2 separate regions of the Mus musculus genome follow, and region 1 is linked to region 2. A link is a contact called in public capture Hi-C data. All regions are on one chromosome and are shown on one strand. The core of a region is the stretch at or near the end of the contact, and the rest is flanking DNA. Distances in the headings are between cores, read along the strand shown.

Region 1 (5,186 bases), core at 1,698-4,197, 2.3 Mb after region 2:
AAAAGAAACTGCTAAAATACAGACTAAAGAAAGAATATTAAAAGCTGAAAGAAGGGTCAAGTCACTTATAAACAGACCCATCAGAATAATATCTGTCCCACCTTCCACATGTCCTTCAATAATAAAATTGAAGGAGAAATCAAAACTTTCCATGACAAAAGGAGATTAAAGACATTTATGACCACTAAGACAGTTCTATGAAGAACAATGGAAGAGATACTTCAGTTTGAATAAAAGGATAAAAACACCCAACTATTCACAGGAATAAGTGAAAAATTCCACAACAGTTAATCAAAAGAGATGGAAGAAAACACCCCAAAACAAGAAAATAACATATTAATGCACATTGCTCAGTGACTCATAATAGTAATTGTCTTAATTCAGCCAATTAGGAGGCAAGGCTAGAAGACTGTATGTACCTTTTAGAAAACAGGATCTACCTCTTTGATGCTTTCAAAAAACACACCTCACCATCAGAGGCAGATATCACCTTAGGGTAAAAGGATGGAAAAAGATTAGTGAATCTCTCAAACCTTATATAAAAATCTTCTGTCTGTAGTAGATGGCAATCATACAGAAACATACAAGGTACAGAGAATAAGAGACTGTGGAGTGTTTATCTCTAAATGGGATATCTATATCACACCCTTCTCCACAGGGCTCAGGGATCATTGAGAAAGAGGCAATAAGAAGGCTATGAGATCCAGAAGTAGTGAGTAACTGTGGTGAAACAGTATTTACTGGATACAATAGGGCCATTGTATGGACTGGGACAGCGTGAACAAGACCTATACAAGATCAAGCCAACTAAACTCCAAGCATAGACAGGAGAGAACGTCATGAGGTCCCACCTCTATCTGAAAAGCTACTGGCAATTAATAGCAATTTGGGGAAGGAGATTCAATTTTCTCCAGGGATGCAACTCCTGAGAGGCTCCTGTCCATCAGTAGATGGTCCTAGTCCATGCACAGACAGAGCTAAGTGGACTCAGGATAGAAGGAGTGGGGCAGTGAGGGGATGGGGAAGAGGATGAAAGAGGAAGGGAGGGGGAAGGAGAGAGAACAAAACATGAAGCTGAAGCTGGGAAGGGAAAGTGGTCAGGAAGACAAGGGCAGGACTGGAGGGAAGAATGGGAGTTGGATGTGATCAAAACATACTATATGCATGTATAAAATTCTCAGTAAAAATTGTTTTTCTTTAATCCATATGGCTGTATTCATGGTTCTACAAGAAGTAATCTAATTTTGAGGTTACTGTTTAAAAGCAAAACAAGAGCCGGGCAGTGGTGGCGCACGCCTTAAATCCCAGCACTTGGGAGTCAGAGGCAGGCAGATTTCTGAGTTCAAGGCCAGCCTGGTCTACAGAGTGAGTTTCAGGACAGCAGGGCTACACAGAGAAAACCTGCCTCAAAAAACCAAAAACAAACAAACAAACAAACAAAAACAAAAACAAGCTACATAAAAGGACAGAACCAAGTATCAGTGCAGCCTTCAATGTTATAGAGTCAAGGTACTCCTTACAAAATGTACTTGGTGAACATAGTAGGTCATAGCCTTATGGCTTAGATAAAAATTAAGAATGTCTCTGCACCTGCAGGGAAAAATTAAGAATGCGTAACACAGACATCTGTACTTCCTGACCTGTGCCACCTTGCTCACTTGCAGAAGGACTTTGGCTGGTGCTGGGAATCAAATCATAAACTTAATTTCTGCTTCCCTCTGCATTGGTGGTCCTTAAGCAGAGGGCAGGCTTGTTGGCAATTAACTTGGAAATGCTGGATTTGCTGGACTTAGCCTAGAAGCTGGAGCTAGGTTCCAGTTTTGTTGGGAGAGATTAACCTGGAGATGCTGGTCTTGTTGTGGAGGTAACTTGGAAACCAATGTTTATAGTACTGGCCTGTTAGTTACCTGAGTTTAAGTTCCCTAAAATGGAGTCTGAACTTAAAAGATTCTGTCTCTCAATGGGACAGTACTGCGAGAGGTGCCAGCTACCCTTAGGCAAGTGGGCCCGAGAGGTTGTATAAGCAAGCAAGCTGAGCAGGCCATGGGAGCAAGGCAGGGAGCAGCGCTCCTCATTGATCCCGGGGTCAATTCTCACCTCAGCACTGGACTACAGTCCTGTAAGCTGAAATGTACCCTGTTTAGTCAGCATTTTATCACAGCAATAGAAAGCAAACTAGAACAGCTATCAAACCCAGAGCCTCTTGTATGCTAGGAAAAGACTAGTGAGCCATCCCCAGCCCTGAGTCTTAAGTTTTCAGTGGATGAGAAGAGAGATTTGTTATGGACTAAAAGCTGGCAAACAAAACAAAACAAAACAAAACAAACAAACAAAAACCCTTTCTCCCTTTCTCTAGAGGGCCAAGCAGCAAATCCTGGAGGCTTTATGTGCTGCACGTCTCAGTTATTGCTAGTTGGAAGCACTTCTCTGGTCTGAAGGCCAGAGGCTCAGATCTAACAAGCAGGCTTTGGGCTCTGCAGTAGCTTGAAGGCAGGTTGTGTCCACCAAAATTCATGAGTGAAGACTCAGGCCACAAAGCAGCAGTATTAAGGGGAGGTCATTTAACCGGATTGCTACTTTTCTTCTCCTAAAAGTGAGTTCTCATTCTCACAGGATTGGATTAGTTAGAGAGAGAGAGAGGCTGTGATAAAAATAACGCACGGCTCGGCTCTCACCAGACATGGCTGCCCGCTCACAAGCTTTGCAGCCTCCCAGAGCCACAAGAGTCAAAAGTAAACCTCTTAGCTTTATAAATGGGTCTCTGGAGTTCTGTTATAGCAACAGAAAACAGGCTACAGCAGAGGCACTGTCTGACAGCCCCTGCTACTGACGACAAAAGCCGGAGAGATTAGAGAACAAATCCATGAATGTCCATCACAGACACTAGACAGAGGAGTTAGAAATCAGGGGGGAGGCGGGGGAGATCTGCTCCAAACCCGGAAGGGTGAGCGATAAAAAGGCACCCTAGACAGCAGGGACTGCGCGTGTCAAGACACAAGCAAGGCAGTGAGTTAGCAGATCCTCTAAACACACAGGCCTCCAGGAAGGAAGAATACATTTGGGCCCTCGAGGAGGAGGCAGCTGGGGGAGGGGGCGATGTTTAGAGAAGGTTATAAATCATGGCGACAATCACTGATCTCGATGCTCTGCTTACACTGAAACCTTGCAGATTATAAAATCCCCATTACACTGCTTTGTCGAAGCACTAGCAGAGGCCAGGGTGTCTCCCTGAAATTTGCCACAAGACAGCTTTAAACACTAACAAAAATCTTACGAATTTTAACAACTCCAGAGGTGGGAAAAGAGCCCATAAAAGGAGAGGCAGGTGGGAACCACAGCCCAGATGCTTTCAAGGAAATTCTGGCTTTACAAACCACCTTACTGAACTATGATTGACACACAGAGAGCTGCGCCTCCTTAGTCTACGTAATTTAATGAGTTTACAGTTGTAAGCCATTACCATAGCCCAAGCCTTAAGGATCTGTGGCCTTTCTCACCTGCCTTTTTTTTTTTTTTTAAGATTTATTTATTATATATACACTGTAGCTGTCTTCAGACACTCCAGAAGAGGGCGTCAGATCTTGTTACAGATGGTTGTGAGCCACCATGTGGTTGCTGGGATTTGAACTCTGGACCTTCAGAAGAGCAGTCGGGTGCTCTTACCCACTGAGCCATCTCACCAGCCCCTCATCTGCCTTCTTGATCAACAATCATTATTGGTTTTGTTTGGTTGGTATTTTCTTCAAAGCCACGCAGACCGCATTCTCTAATGTCCCCAGCAATGCCAAGAGCCTGAGGAGAGACCCTCACGCCTCCTCCTCGTGGTTTCTGCTCTCTGCACATTCACAGATTCTTCTCTTGTAACAAACGTGCAAATGATCCCTGTCGCTGTCAGCTTTGGATGCCAACTTGACACAAATCCATAGTCAACTGGGAAGAGGGAACCTCAGCTAATGAATTGCCCAAGCTCACACTGGATGGTGGCCAAGTTGGGGAGGTATATTCTTTGATGCTTGTTGACGCAGGAGGCCCAGACCACTATTGGAAGTGTTGTCCTTAGGCTACTGGGCCTGAGCTGGGTAAGAAAGGAGGCTGAGCAACCCAACTAACACCGTTCCTCCAGGGTCTCTGCTTCAGCTCCTGCCTCCAGGCTCCTGCCTGAGTTCTTCCTTTGGCATCTCTTGATGAAGGACTGTAATCTAGAGGCTTGAAATGAACCCTTTCCTCCCCAGGTTGTTTTTAGTCAATGTATTTAGCACAGCAACAGAAAGCAAACTGGGACAATCCTGGGAAATGTGGTATATTTCTTAAGGAGTTATTTGCACGCCTTTGTTTCTGTGTAAGTATGTCTAGTATATGTGTAGGTGACCACAGAGTCCAGAAGAGGGTGTCGGATCCCTTAGAGCTAGAGTTACATACAGGAAGCTGTGAGCCACTCAATTTCATGAGTGGTTGGAAATAAACTCAGGTCGTCAGGAAGAGCAAAGCACACTCTTAACTTCTTCACCAGCCCTCCAGCTCCTTGAGGAATAGTCTTTATCATTACTGTTTTATCAAAAACACTATCTTAGCTGGGCGTGGTGGCGCACGCCTTTAATCCCAGCACTCGGGAGGCAGAGGCAGGTGGATCTCTGAGTTCGAGGCCAGCCTGGTCTACAAAGTGAGTTCCAGGACAGCCAGGGCTACACAGAGAAACCCTGTCTCGAAAAAAAAAACCAAAAAAAAAACAAAAAAAAAAACAAAAACAAAAAAAAAACCCAAAACAAACAAACAAACAAAAAACCACTATCGTAAGCCATGTTATACTTTGGATCTAAAAGTACTGCCTGAAGCCCATGTTTTAAAAACTTGTTCTTCAGCTTTTGGTGCCCTTAGACAGTTCAAACTGTGCGAGATTGAGTCTCGTTGGAAGTAGTTGGGCCTCAAGGAACATGACCATGAAGGGTATGTTGGATCCTTATCCTTTTCGCTCCACACACTTCTTGTTTACTTTCCAGCTGCCAGGGCTTGAACAATTTCTTCCACCAAACAAGGCCATCAGTGTGCACTGCCTCCACACCAGCCCAGTCACCACAGAGTCGAACTACTATGAAACCAGAAGCCAAAACAAACCTTTTCACTTATGAGGTTGATTCTGTCAGATATTTTGATACGGCTCACAAAGGTCGTTAACAAGTTGTTGTTGT
Region 2 (4,981 bases), core at 2,438-4,937:
CTATTTCTCTCTGCCAGCTAGTGCACCAATGCAGCGTTTTCTGTAAGCTGCACAAGTCAGCGCCAGGCCCCATTGTGACCAGGTCTGTTGGGCTTGGTGTGCTGCTTCCAGAAACTCAGCTACTCTCTGCCATGTGTGTGTGAGCAGCGGCCCTCCGGGTTTTAGGATGAGCTCGGAACAGAGTGCTTGCAAGGTATTTATGGACACCGGAGAGCCAGGGTGTAGACAGCAGGACTACCACACAAAGTGACATTGGAGACTCTGCTCTCAAGCCATCATGGTTCAACTTTTCATTTGGTTCAGGCATGGGAGATTCTGGCATACAAAGTCTTGACACTGACACCTCAGAGGTCTATATCCTGGCCCTGTGTGACATCTGCTAGTGCCTGGAATGACAAGAGCCTTTCCATTGTGTTTGTAGCTAAATTCTGCCACCTTCCCTACTGTGCAATAAACCTTAAAAACTAGAGTTTTGTTTTGTTGTTGTTGTTGTTGTTTTAAAGAAAAGATTGGAATAGGGCTGACAAGATGGCTCAGTGGGCAAACATGATTTCTACCAAGGCTAACGACCTTAAGTCAATCCCTGAGACCCACATAGTGGGAGGAAAGAGTCGCTTCCTATACATTCTCCTCTGGCTCCATACGTGAGGCCTGGCACTTGGGTCCCCCTCCCCCATCAGTAAAATGGAAAAAAAAAGTTGGAATTGTATAAGTGGGAGAAACTAGCCTGTAAATTCTCTTCATGTGAGAAAACACATCTAGCATGATTGCCTTCTTGGGCTTCCCTCGTAGCTTCCTGCAAGGAACACAGACACAGGAAGGAGACCCAAGCCCTGCTGCCCCCGCTAGCCCTGGGGTGCAGTGTGTTGACGTCCTTGGCTGAGCTGCCCTCGAAGCTTGCTAGTCTTTTTCTTTCATGATATTTTTAACCATCTTGGTTTAAGTCCACAGTGCGGAGTTATAAATAGGGCTGAGTGAAGACATTTGGGCAAGTTAATAACTGGGCTTCTCTTCCAGCCTGAGTTCTTAAATATTTATTCTGTGTTTCTTCACCGGGGCGGCTCAGAGCAGCAGAAAGGGAAGCAAGGTAGTTGGGACTTCCACACACCAGTTGACAGCGTCTCACCCCGAAGCACAACTTAAAATACAAATCTGTTTCGTAGCTTTAAAGCTCACCTTACTCTCTCCCGAGGTGGCTTATCAAGCTACCCTAGTTAGGAACGATGTGTGGCAGGTTGAAACCTTGATGGCAGTGTACTCCCCTGGAGTCATTATGATGCTGCTTCATGGGTGGGAAGCCTGGACAGCTGCCCAGATGGTCACTACCAGTCAAACACGGCCATTCCACTCTCATTGCAGAGGATCATGGACAACACTGGCTTTTTCTTCTACTCCTGGAGTTACTGCCCTCCAGGAGATGACATCCAGCTCTATCTTAGGGGTTCTGTTGCTGTGATGAAACACCATGACCAAAGCAACTTGGGGAGGGAAGGGTTTATTTTTTGACTATGCTTCAGTATTACAGCTTACCATCCAAGGAAGTCAGGTCCGGGACTCAAACGGGGCAGGAACCTGGAGCCGGAGCTGAATCAGAGGCCTTGGAGAAGTGCTGCTGACTGACTTGCTCAACGTGCCTTGCTCAGCCTGCTTTATCATAGAACCCAGGACCAACAGCTCTGACCCATTTCCACCCACAATGGGTTAGGCCTTCTCCCACTAACCACTAAGAAATAATAAGAAAATGCCTTACAACCTAGTCTTATAGAGCTGTCTTCTCCATTGTGACTCCTTCCTTCTTGTTTGTTTTATTTTTATTTATTTATTTGTTTGTTTATTTTTGGTTTTTTGAGACAGGGTTTCTCTCTGTAGTCATGGCTGTTCTGGAACGCACTCTGTAGACCAGGCTGGTCTCAAACTCAGAAATCTGCCTGCCTCTGCCTCCCAAGTGCTGGGATTAAAGGCGTGCGCCACCACTGCCCGGATTGTTTTATTTTATTTTATTTTATTTATTTTTTTTAAGATTTATTTATTTATTTTATGTAAGTACACTGTAGCTGTCTTCAGACACTCCAGAAGAGGGCGTCAGATCTTGTTACAGATGGTTGTGAGCCACCATGTGGTTGCTGGGATTTGAACTCCGGACCTTCGGAAGAGCAGTCGGGTGCTCTTACCCACTGAGCCATCTCACCAGCCCTGTTTTATTTTTTGAGACAGTCTTACCTAGTATCTCTGGATGCCCTGGGACTCATGTAGACCAGGCTAGCCTCAAACTCAGAGGTGCACTGGCATCTGCCTCCCAAGTACTCTGATTAAAGGTGTACAGCACCACACCTGGCTGAAGTTCCCTCCTTTCAGATGACTCTAGCTTGTGTCAAGTTGACATAAAGTCGTCAGCACACACATCCTGAGTCACAGTCTACTGGAACTGAAGCAGAAGTGTAGAAGGAGGAATGCCACTTAACTGGTTTGCTCCTCGTGTCTCTCCCAGCCTACTTTCTCATATAAGCAGGACCACCTGTCTAGGGATAGCACCGCCCACAGTGGGCTCAGTGCTCCCACATCAATCATTAATCAAGACAGTACCCCACAGACCTTCCTAACGGCCTCTCCGATAGAGGCATTTCCTCATTTGTGATCCCTTCTTCCTAGCTATGACTAAGTTTGTGTGAGTTTATGTGTACCACCCATCTCCAGGAACCTACAGAGGCTAGAAGAGGGCTGGAGATACAGGTGGTTGTGAGCTGCCTGATGTGGCTACTGGGAACCAAACTTGGGTCCTCTGCAAGAGTACTAAGAACTATTAACCGAGTTCAAGGCCAGCCTGGTCTACAGAGTGAGTTCCAGGACAGCCAGGGCTACACAGAGAAACCCTGTCTCAAAAAACAAAATAAAACAAACAAACAAAAACTATTAACTGTTGAGTCTTCTCTCTAGCACCAGTGGAATAGGTCTCAAAGGGAAAAAATTGGTGCTACAGCAACTGATTGGCTTGGATAATAGATTTATATAAATCATTCCTCTTTGTATTATAGTCGGGGTCACTGTGACTTTGCTATCGGCTATGTCAACAGCCCAGGAGGGCTACAAAGCTTGGCTCCTTGTCCTTTAAAAAAACGGATAGATTTAATTTTTTTATTTTATTTGCATTAGTGTTTAGTGTGTGCCCAGTGCCCAGGGAGGCTGGAAGAGGACCTTGGATCCCTTGGAAATGGAATTACAGATGATTGTGAGCCACCAGTTGAATGCTGGGAATCATATCCTGGTCCCCCGAAAAAAAAAAAAAAAACCAAGTGCTCTTAGCTGTTGGGCTACTTTCCAGGCATTGTTCCATTCAGCTTTTACGATGTTGCTGGGGAATCAAACTGAGATCTTTAGACCTTTGCAACAGTGCTTTGCCTGTTGGTCCATATCCACAACTCCTAGTAAGTCTGTCAGCGCTTGGCCCTTGACTGGCTGCCACACAGAATCAAGCCCACGGGCTGCAGTTTGCTAACATGGATAATCCAGGAAAGCTGGATCCTATGAGTGTGGCAGTGAGTGTACTTACTGCCTGTGTGGTCTCTACTCAGCCCCCAGCAGCGCTCACTTAGAAAGCGTAGTGAAAAGTAGGTTGGAAATGCTTAAGGTCTCCAAGGAATGGGAGTTTCTGCTGAACTTTGGGCAGTAGAGGGCAGGAGATGTGCTGCCCCCTGGAGGCTATCCGGGGTAGTGGAAGCAAAGAGCAAGAACTGGGCCCTGGGAGAGAAAGGAAACGTGTCCCAGGGCGGTCAGATTTTATTTACTGCCAGGACTTTGGAGGTTCTATGTTTGGCTTAAAAGAGGCAGCCAGAGTCTCTTGGAGACCGTTCAGTGGGTGAAGGCGCTTGCTGCCAGGCCTGATGGCTGAGTTCAGTTCTCGGACGCCACACAACGGAAACGCAGAACTGATTCTCCCACCGAGTCCTCTGACCACCCACATAGGTGCTGTGGAGTGTTGCCCTGCTAATTAAGGTCAAAGTCTACCATTGTCCAGATAGCCTTCTGAGCTCTCACAAAATGGTGGACTCTCTTTACCAGCAGGGCTTCTCCTTCTCTGACCTTCTCCGGAGAGTTCAACCCCCACCCCGGTCCCCCATCTCCCCTCTATCTGTGGAATGTCTTTGGTTAGATTACAGGTTCAGCTTCCTTTCTCCTGATAAGAACTGGATCGGCAAGCACCTGAGATTCCTGGGATGCCTCTCTAGGCTAATGAGGCGGCTCAGTTTAGCCTTCAGCCAATGACCTTTGTCCATCCTGGATTTTCCTACTCCTTTCCCCTAAACTATCTAACCATTGATTCACCCCTAAAAACGTTGGTCTGTCTCCCTAAAACTGATCCTGGAATGACTTCATTTTCTTTTGTACTCACAGGCCATCCAATACCCTGTTCAACCACTCTGCCCACTTCGTCCACGTGGGCCGATGGCCGATGGCCCTGGGGAGAAGGGAGACCCACGGTGGTGCATGCCTGAGCACTCTCACACATATAAACAAATATATAATAAAAAACAATCAATACAAAGGGAGCCGGTATCTATCTCCGGACACGTTCTCTGATAATGAGTATTATTTGTACCGCAGAGCTCTTTCATTTCACGCATACTGTTGGGAATTTTCTCCCACATCCTCGTCGTTTTACAGCACTGGGCACTGTTCTCGGGGCCTTGCATATCCCACCACTGGGCCGTATCTGCAGCCTCTGATCCACAGCCCACATTCTCAGTGTTAATCGTCTGACTTTCCTAGGCCAAGAGTTCATTAATTTTTAGGTGATCAATAGTCATTGTTTGTTACCTATTTCAATTGTTTATTTTTAGCATATTTGGCTACCATGTTTATCTTGTACCAACAGGATCCTTACTACAGATTTAATGACCTGAACTATAGATGGATTTCCTTAGATAACTGGACCTACAGCACGGAATTTAAAATCCCCTTTAATCTCAGGTATGTATATTTTTAT

Evidence for each region. Capture Hi-C pulls out chosen DNA fragments and counts their contacts.
Region 1: a capture Hi-C map of embryonic stem cells shows a contact between it and region 2, with 7 times the contacts expected there. The contact joins two enhancer-like sites. A contact is called at or near these places in 1 of 115 datasets of contacts at active chromatin or transcription factors (embryonic stem cells) and 1 of 9 other capture datasets (embryonic stem cells).

The regions. Positions count from the first base shown.
Region 1 is chr3:137,824,919-137,830,104 of GRCm38.p6, forward strand. No RefSeq gene overlaps it. Among named protein-coding and RNA genes, the nearest start is that of Gm31678, 25 kb to the left of the region's middle. Within about 2 kb of position 2,948, at least 32 of the 459 cell types and tissues checked have an H3K27ac peak or open chromatin away from gene starts, as enhancers often do. A contact at or near this core is called in embryonic stem cells, where this site is marked.
Region 2 is chr3:135,502,039-135,507,019 of GRCm38.p6, forward strand. It overlaps Manba (mannosidase, beta A, lysosomal), which reads left to right. Exons shown (of 17, transcript NM_027288.3): 2 at 4,871-4,965. Among named protein-coding and RNA genes, the nearest start is that of Manba, 19 kb to the left of the region's middle. Within about 2 kb of position 3,688, at least 43 of the 459 cell types and tissues checked have an H3K27ac peak or open chromatin away from gene starts, as enhancers often do. A contact at or near this core is called in embryonic stem cells, where this site is marked.